2 separate regions of the Mus musculus genome follow, and region 1 is linked to region 2. A link is a contact called in public HiChIP or PLAC-seq data. All regions are on one chromosome and are shown on one strand. The core of a region is the stretch at or near the end of the contact, and the rest is flanking DNA. Distances in the headings are between cores, read along the strand shown.

Region 1 (4,261 bases), core at 908-3,407, 74 kb before region 2:
TTCAAAAGAAAGAGAAGCCTGGTGGCAGGGTTTACGCCTTTAATCTCTGCACTCCGGAGGCAGAGGCAGGTGGTTCTCTGTAAGTTTTAGGTCAGCATGGTCTAGAGTGAGTTCCATAATGGTCAGAGAAACCCCATCTAGAAAAAAACAAAAGAAAAGAAAGAGGCCCTTCCAAGTTCCTAGTTCAGTAGCCAGCGCTGCTGTCCTTTGAGGGCAGACAAGTGAGTTATTTGGGGTGGTTCACAGGCTCATGCCCCTGCCCCCACAATAATGCCTAAAGGAAGAGCAAATGACTTGAGGGTTTTATACATAGTCACTTTCATCCTGGCCAAGGAGTCCTGCAAAAACAGAGTTCAACTCTGCAACAATCCGACACGATACAGACAGAAGGTAACCATGGGTAAAAACTCAAGGAGGATTCTGAGATCTTTAAAGCGTGTGCCCTAGTTTGTTGGCTATCTCCTGTCATGTAACACAGTATAGCAAACTTTAGTGGCCTATGTAACAGATGCCTTGGGTGTTTCTGAGAAACACTGAGTTCCACAATGACATGTATTCTGGTTTCCCTGTCTGTTGGATGCAGGCTGAGCTCCGTAGACATCACTAGAATTGTCCAGTTTCCTCTTGGTGTGACAACTCCCTAGCCGAGAAGAAACCTTCACGAGTTACTTCCACTTTGTGCTGTTCAATAGAGATGAGTCACTGTGCTGTATGTAGCCCACACGTCAGGGGGACAGAATCACACACCCATATTGGTTTCTTTTTTGTGTGACAGTCTCATTATAGATCTCTGGCTGGCCTTAAACTCACAGATATTTTCCTGCCTCTGCCTCCTGAATGCTGGGATTAAAGATGTGCACCACAACACCAAGGATGCCATGCCGTGCTGGGCATAGTTTGCTGACCCCGGCTAAGTCATCCCAGTCTCTCAACCTCTCTTGTAGACTCCAATTCCTAGGGACTCTGGATGTACCCATTTTTAAAGGGAGAAACATCTGGCGACTTACTTTGACTGCCTTGTGTGACAACACTTGACAGCCTCTTTATTGTCCTGCCTTCACTGCTCCCTGAGCATCCTTCCTTGTGGCATTTTGCTCTCTCTGTTCCTTGAAGGTTTGGTTTGTGGGGTTTCCCTCCTCATTCTCATGCTTACTCCCAGCTATCCTGAACACCCATCTTCTAGTTTACACCCATCTTCCAGTTTACACCCATCTTCCAGTTTGGGTACAAACATCCTCTGTGTGTGTGTGTCTCTGTGTCTCTGTGTGTGTGTGTGTGTGTGTGTGTGTCTGTGTGTGTGTGTCTGTCTGTCTCTCTCTCTCTCTCTCTCTCTCTCTCTCTCTCTCTCTGTGTGTGTGTGTGTGTGTGTGTGTTTTGCTGGGAATAGAACTCAGAGCTTTGAGCTTTCCAAGCCTGCCTTCTACCACTTGGCTGCATGTCCAGCCCAAACACAAAGGTTTCCTGAAAGAGCTATGGCTTCATGGACCAGGCAGACTCTTTTTTTTTTTTTTTAGATTTATTTACTTATTATATGTAAGTACACTGTAGCTGTCTTCAGACACTCCAGAAGAAGGCATCAGATCTCATTATGGATGGCTGTGTGAGCCACCATGTGGTTGCTGGGATTTGAACTCAGGACCTTCGGAAGAGCAGTTAGTGCTCTTAACCGCTGAGCCATCTCTCCAGCCCCCCCAGGCAGACTCTTAACAGAAACTTTATTAAGCTGCCATTGTGGACAAGGCCCGTGGATAATATGTCAGTGAACATTTTGACTGTGTGCCAATAAAACTTTATTTGCAAAACAGGCTACCAGTCTGCTAGGCATAGTTTGCTGACTCCTGGATAACTCATCCAAGCTCCTCAACCCCTCTTCTAGACTCAGTTCCTTAGGACTCCTGACACATGTCCCTCTGCACTCTGAACAGTGCTCCCTCTGCACTCTGAACAGTGCTCCCTGGGTGTCTCTGAGTGGGGAACAAACATCCCCCACCACCTTCCAGTTCTCCTCTTCACATCTGGGTTTTCTCTTCTGTTCTCTCTCTTCTAAGTGACAACCCCAGTTTGTTAGTTGCTAGAGCCAGAAACCCAATTGTGATCCTAGCTTGTTCCTCTTCTCCACCTCATGTACACATTCCATCTATGACCAGTCTGCTTCTAGACTGTCCTCCTGGCCACACCCCCACTGCTACCACGGGGTTAAGCTTGCACCAGCCTGTGCCTGAAATACCGAAACAGTCTCCAGGAGAAAAAAAATGAATACCCTGAGGAAGTTCACATCCTAACCCCAGAGCCTTGGTGTATGTTATCTTATGTTCCAAGGGGACTGTGGATATGTAGCCTAATTAAGGAAGCTTGTCTTAGATCTCTCAGTGTAATCACAAAGGATCAAACGGAGGGAGGTGACAGGGAATCAGTGACCAGGAAGGGGGCATTTGAAGATGGAGACAAGACCACATGGCCCAAGGAACGCCAAAGACATCCAGGTGCTACTGGAAATGAAGGCCAGACTGTTCGCATGGACCTGCAGAAGCAGCCAGCCTGCCTGTCCCTTAACATCAGTCTATTCAGTCTGACTTTGGGTGTCCAATCTCTGGAACTGTAGATAGAACAGCTGTGATGTCTGAAGCCACTAAATTATTACAGCTGCAACAGGAAGTGACCGCATCTCCCAACCAGCTCGTTCATTCCACACCACCCCAAACACAAATGTGACCTATCACTCCCCATGGAGAACACGTCAGTGACCCCTCCTCCACCCGCAGTATAAACTCCAAGCTCCTGGTAAGGCTGCACCATCCACCCCCGTTATGCCTTGACCATAGCCAGTTTTGATGTCATGCTCTTTTGAAATGAACTGGATGCTCTGATAAAAATGCCTTCTTCTCCCCTCCCTCCCCCCCCCCCCGCCCCAAACAATTCTTCTAAGCCTCCTTCAGTTTCTGGCTTGAGTGTCATTTCTAAAAGGAGCTAGCTGGTTCCTGGCCTCTGGGGGCCATTCTGAAGTCAGTCCTATTGAAAGTGACATCATACTGTCGACGAGTGAACCTCTGTGTGGGCGGCCCAGTACACATAGCTCCTGACACGCTGGCTGGTGCAGAGAGGGACTGAATGGAGAGTCAAGGGAGGCTCCCTGGGGTGAGACTGGGGGACTCCATGTCTGTTTTTCCCCTTGAGACAAGTGGGGCAGGGGGGCCCTTGGGGACAGAGAGATGGAGCAGGCCAGGAGGTGGGAGCTGAACTGCCCTCATTTCCCTCTGCTCAGCCCTGGTGGGGAAGATTCTGGAAGGATTGCCAGACAGCACTGCCCCACTGCTACAATTAGCTGAGCCTTTCATTCCTCTCTACAAAGAAGAGCAAGCAAATCAAAGGGAGATAAAAGTGAGTGTCCCACAGAGGACTTTGAGAAGAGGGAGAAGGACCAGGAGGGTGGCGGCAGGACCAGGCAGAGGCAGAGAGAAAGCCCCACAGGACAAACAAAGACGAAAGCCAGCAGATCCCAAGGATCAGACGTGGAGACACACGGACAAGAAGAGACCAGGCCATGTGGGACAGCAGCCTGTCAGCCAAGGAGGAGGGGATGAAGAAAGATAAAAGGCTTGTGTGAATGGCCGGAGAAGAGGGTGGAGAGGGACCCCAAATGGAGTTGGGACAAAGGCGTGAAAGGACAAGACTGCCACTGTCCCAAAAGCCACCACAGAAGACAAAGAGGAGCTGAGACAAAGGCCGAGGGGAGATGGAAGGGAGCCATGTGGCCCTGTATTGGTGACAGGGCTGTCAACGTGAGCACTTATTGTGCTGCCCAGCGCTAAGTAAGGCAGCTGGGAGAGGTCCTCATGGGACTGCCCTCTGTTTAATGCCTGCTTCCTGTTTTTGAACTTTATATCAATGTAATTAAAAAAATAAACAGAAACAAGGTAATGATCAGCTCTCAGACAGGTAGATGGGTCTTTGGCTTCTTTCTCTCAACTTAACTTGTGGGTAGCAGTGCAAAGTCATTGTTAGTGTTGTATAGTATTCCACTGTGTGACTGTGTCAGAGTACTCATCTGTTTGTCTGTCTGGTAAAGGATTTTGGGTTGGACTCACTAGTCCTTATTGGAAACATTAGGCTGAGTGTGCTGCAAGGTTTAGAATAGAAAGTGCACACACACATACACACACACACACACACACACACACACACACACACACTCAGTTCCCCATGCAGGTCTGCTGCAGTGCCCTTAGTCAAACACACTCAAATTTCTTCAAGGACAAGGGTG
Region 2 (4,392 bases), core at 250-2,749:
AGAGGGAAATCCCCTGAGAAGGCATGGCATGCGTTTTGCAAGGAAGGCGTTATTAAGGAGATTGATAGGGTCTTTAGCCCCTGGAGAAGAAGGGGCTTCAGGGAGGCTCCTATCAGGTCTATAAGAAAGCGCTTGTCCCAGCAGGGGAGAAAGAAGGAGGAATGAGCTCGCTCTGCTACTGCTGGTGTCCTTCACACAGAGGAAGTACAGGGAGCAGCATCAGTCTCCCTTGCTCCAGGCACTGTGCTAGGACCTGGGGCTACAGTGATAAGTGTAAGGTGCATGGGTCAGGTTCCCAGGCAATGGGGGAGAGCCAGAAACATCCTCAGGCATTCTGAGGCATCACCAGCTGTGATTGGTCCTTTGAAGACCAAGTTCAAGGTACCTTGAGAATGTAAAACAGGCACATTTGATAGGTTACCTCTTCATCTTGGGTTCTCTTATCCCCATTGTGCAGTGCAGGGAGTCCCAAGATGCCATTTCCTGATATCAGATAACCCTGTGTATGACCTGAAGGTATTGGGTGCGTATGGGAAAACTGGAAAAGGGCATCCACGGGAGAAGATGGCCTGAGGGACACGCTGGAACTCAAGTACGTGCTGCTGTGTCTATAGATAGATAGATAGATAGATAGATAGATAGATAGATAGATAGATAGAGATGAGATTGGCTGTGCTGCTCAGTGGTAGAGTACACACTAGGCTGGTGAGGTCCTGGGTACAATCCCCATCGAAACCCCAAACAAACAAAATGATAAAACGAATTAGGTGACTCTTGGGTGCTGAGGCAGGTGGATCTGAAGGTCAGTTTGCTCTACACCGTTAGGCCCTGTCTCAGGGAAAGATATTTTAAAAAAAGGTGAGCTCAATGTTTTGTCTAGTGCTAGGAAAATGGCTCAGAGATTGAGAGTGGTTACCGCTCTTGCCAAGGACAAGTGACCAGGTGGCTTACAACCACTCACAGTTCCAGCTGTAGCTCCAGGGGGATCTGATGCCTCTGCCTTCAGCATGCATTTATGAGTGCACACACACACACACACACACACACACACACACACACACACACAATTAAAAATAAAACAGATCTTTAAAAGATGTAAGAGAGGAACAAAAAGAGAGGATGTCCTATCTAACCTAACCCATCAGTTTGTACCCACAACTCGTTAGCTTTGGGACCCTTGGTGTGTTTGATACGGCACATTCCTACCGGCACTAGCTGCATTACTGGGGCTCAGTAGCTAAATGTAGCCAGTAGGGCTGGTTCTGGGCAGTCAGGACAGGCAGTGGACTCTTCTGTTTCCCCCTCAGTGGGGTGGATGGATGGTCACCACGTCCAGTGGGGCAGCACTTGGCCTCGGCGTTCATCTGACCGTGCTCTCTGGCTGCGGTGGCTGTGACTGCTTGCACTGAGGTAGGAGTTGGAAGCCCAGAGGCTGGGCCTAATGAAGAAGAAAAGCCCTTGGGATCCAAGTGTGGCCAGAGGAGGCGACCTGGTGGCAGCCAGTGGGTGTGGGACAGAGGTGGCTGAGAGCCGAGGGATCAGAAGCCCACAGGCCTTCATTGTGCGCCTGTCACACTTCCTCTGGCTTTATTGCTTTTGTCCAACACCCTATTGTCTGGTTTCCTTTTGTCCCGGCTTTCAGCACCACTGCCTTTTATTTTCCAGCCAGCCTGGTTGTTTTCATTTCTTTTGTCTGAAGTTCCTGAGAGGAAGGTTTTATTTTCAGCGGTTTGATTAATTCACAGCTTGAGCCCGGGTTTGTTTGTTATGTAATTGTTGCCCTCAGCTCCGGGGTAATACCCCGCCCCCACTCCTGCCCCCTGCGGGGCCTGGCTCCCAGCCCCTCCCCAGCCGGATGGGCTGAGCTGCCTGCTTTCTGCAGGTTCTCCAGGCACCCCCAGAACCCCTGGGCCTAACTGGGCTGGGGTCTCTTTTTTTCTCTTCATCCAGGTGAGATGGGGGACCTCTGAGGGTCCACTAGCCCGCTCTCGCCCTGCTCTCTCTCTTCTGGGTTGCTGAGGCACCAGGTGCTCAGAAAGTGGGTGGGGGAGTCTGCTGTGGTCTGATCTGAAGGGTGCAATCAAATACATACGTGTCAATTATAATATTCTTGTAACTGGTCTTAAGACACCTTATGTATGTGTTCTGTTGTATACAGAACTGTAACATTATATAATTGAGTCCACAGTGCCAGAGGGGTTGGTGTAAGCTATAGACTACAGTATACCCTGTACCGGGTTGATGTGATGGACAGATGCACTTGTCCCTTTATTTTCGCTCCACTGTGATCTGAAAGTATAAGATGGAAAATTCTACACGTAAATAATTCATAATGGGTTTTTCAGTTGTCTTGCTTTAAATGTGTTTGTTGTGTGTGTGACAGGGAGGAGGTATTTGGCGTGTATGGCAGTCAGGTGACAATTCTGGAGTGGTTCTTACCTTCGACATTTTTTGTTGCTCGAGCTCAGTCAGCCAGGCTTGCACTGTTGGGCAGCAAGCGCCTTTGCCTAGGAGGCTTCTTGATCTTGTTTTGGAGTTTTTAAAACAGCCTCATGAGCCCAGGCTGCCCCTTAACTGTTATGTAGCCAAGGATGACCTCAAACTTGTGACCTTCCTGTCTCTACCTCCTGAGGATCACAGGTGTGTACCACCAATTCCAGCTTTTGTGGTTGTTTCTTGAGATACTGTGTCTCCGTGTATAACCTTGGCTGTTCTGGAACTCACTCTGTAGACCAGGCTGGCCTTGAACTCAGAGATCCGCCTGCCTCTGCCTCCCAAGTGCTGGGATTAAAGGTGTGTGCCACCACCTGGCTGTTAGGTTTGTTTTGGCACACCCAGTTAGGTATAGTGCTGGGGACCGAGTTTAAAACTTTGTACATACTAGGCAAACACTCTACCCCTGAATTACATACACTCCTTTGTCATACTCAACAGCGGCCCCAACCTGAAGTCACAGGAATGCTGGAATCCCAGTGCTTGATTGGACAGTCTCATCAATTTAAGAACACTTAATTTGCCATGCAGAAAATCCGGGTTTGGTTCCCAGCACCCACACAGTGGCTCATATGACCTGTAATTCCACTTCAGGGGATCTGACGCCTTCTCTGGCTTCCGTGGGCACATGCATGTGCACAAAAATTCACTCAGGCATACATACATCCACATAAGAGGTGAAAGTTCTCCATAGAGGGAAAATTGTTTGCTAAAGTTGATAAAACCTAGTGAGAAGACACCGACTGTGGGATGGTGAAGAAAGGAAAAGGATTTTGTTGTTTTTTTTTTTTAAAGATTTATTTATTATAAAATAAATATGTGAGTGTACTGTCTCTCTCTTCAGACACACCAGAAGAGGGCATCAGATCCCACTACAGATGGTTGTGAGCCACCATATGGTTTCTGGGAATTGAACTCAGGACCTCTGGAAGAGCAGTCAGTGCTCTTAACCGCCGAGCCATCTCTCCAGCCCATGGTTTTGTCATTTTTGCTGCAACTCAGACTGCAAGTGAACAGCTTTGGTGTGGGACCATGGCTGGTTAAGCTGGGGAGTGGTACAGCGACAGGAATCTGCTGGGGACATACATGTCCCATACGTGGCAATCGTGTGTCGCACAGCCTCTTCTGTTTAAGGGTCTGTTACAGCATCTTATGGTTGCCCTCCGTCTGCTCTGAAAACTGAATCCCTGTGCATCTAAGTCCATTTTCTCCCATTGTAGAGAGTGGGATGACAACAAGTACCTCTGTCTGTGTTACCCACGGCAGGAGGCCACAGGAATACCAGTCAGCTAATAAGCCAATCAGTTCAATTGTCCAATAACACCACATGCACGCCTACCTCTCAGTGACGACATCAATCCATTTGTGAAGGCAGAGGGCTCCTGACCCAATCACCTCCAAAGAGGCCCCACCTCCCAATGTTTTTCCAAGAGGCCAGGTCCTTGTGTGCTACTGGAGCGCAGAGCACACCTCTGAGTGCTTGCCCCAGGAACTGGGGAGGGTGGGCAACTGCTGCTCTGGCCTTTCGCCTGCCGTGATCTTGGAAATGACATTGCAAAGTTCCTCTGATGCTCATCCTCTGGTGATGTTGAGCGGTCATGTGGTAGGAGAGGAGGCAGCTTTGCACGAGCGTCCACCAAGCATATTGCAGGTTGGGCATGGTGGCATAGGCCCGTGATCCCAGCACTGGCATGCAAGGCCATCCTCAGCTACATAGTTCAGTTCTAGCCTGGCTAAATGAGACCCTGTCTTGGAATACAAACAAATGTAAAAACCCAAGGGATAGGGATGGTAAGATGGCTCAGTGGTTAGGAACACTTGATGGTCTTCCAGAGGACCTGGATTCCGTTTCCAGCACCCATTGGTGGCTCACAGCCATCTGTAACTCAAGCTCTAGGG

The links. HiChIP or PLAC-seq counts read pairs in DNA pulled down with a chosen protein or histone mark.
Region 1: an H3K27ac HiChIP or PLAC-seq map of heart atrium shows a contact between it and region 2, with 9 read pairs. The contact joins two enhancer-like sites. A contact is called at or near these places in 1 of 15 datasets of contacts at CTCF or cohesin (embryonic stem cells), 18 of 484 Hi-C or Micro-C datasets (the AML12 cell line, B cells, Sertoli cells and 10 more), 7 of 115 datasets of contacts at active chromatin or transcription factors (embryonic fibroblasts, embryonic midbrain, embryonic stem cells and 3 more) and 4 of 9 other capture datasets (adipose tissue, embryonic stem cells, liver and 1 more).

What each region holds. Positions count from the first base shown.
Region 1 is chr1:133,469,672-133,473,932 of GRCm38.p6, reverse strand. No RefSeq gene overlaps it. Among named protein-coding and RNA genes, the nearest start is that of Sox13, 48 kb to the right of the region's middle. Within about 2 kb of position 2,157, at least 69 of the 459 cell types and tissues checked have an H3K27ac peak or open chromatin away from gene starts, as enhancers often do. A contact at or near this core is called in adipose tissue, extraembryonic ectoderm, heart atrium and 1 more, where this site is marked.
Region 2 is chr1:133,395,103-133,399,494 of GRCm38.p6, reverse strand. All of the region lies in intron 1 of Sox13 (SRY (sex determining region Y)-box 13), which reads left to right. Among named protein-coding and RNA genes, the nearest start is that of Sox13, 27 kb to the left of the region's middle. Within about 2 kb of position 1,499, at least 95 of the 459 cell types and tissues checked have an H3K27ac peak or open chromatin away from gene starts, as enhancers often do. A contact at or near this core is called in adipose tissue, extraembryonic ectoderm, heart atrium and 1 more, where this site is marked.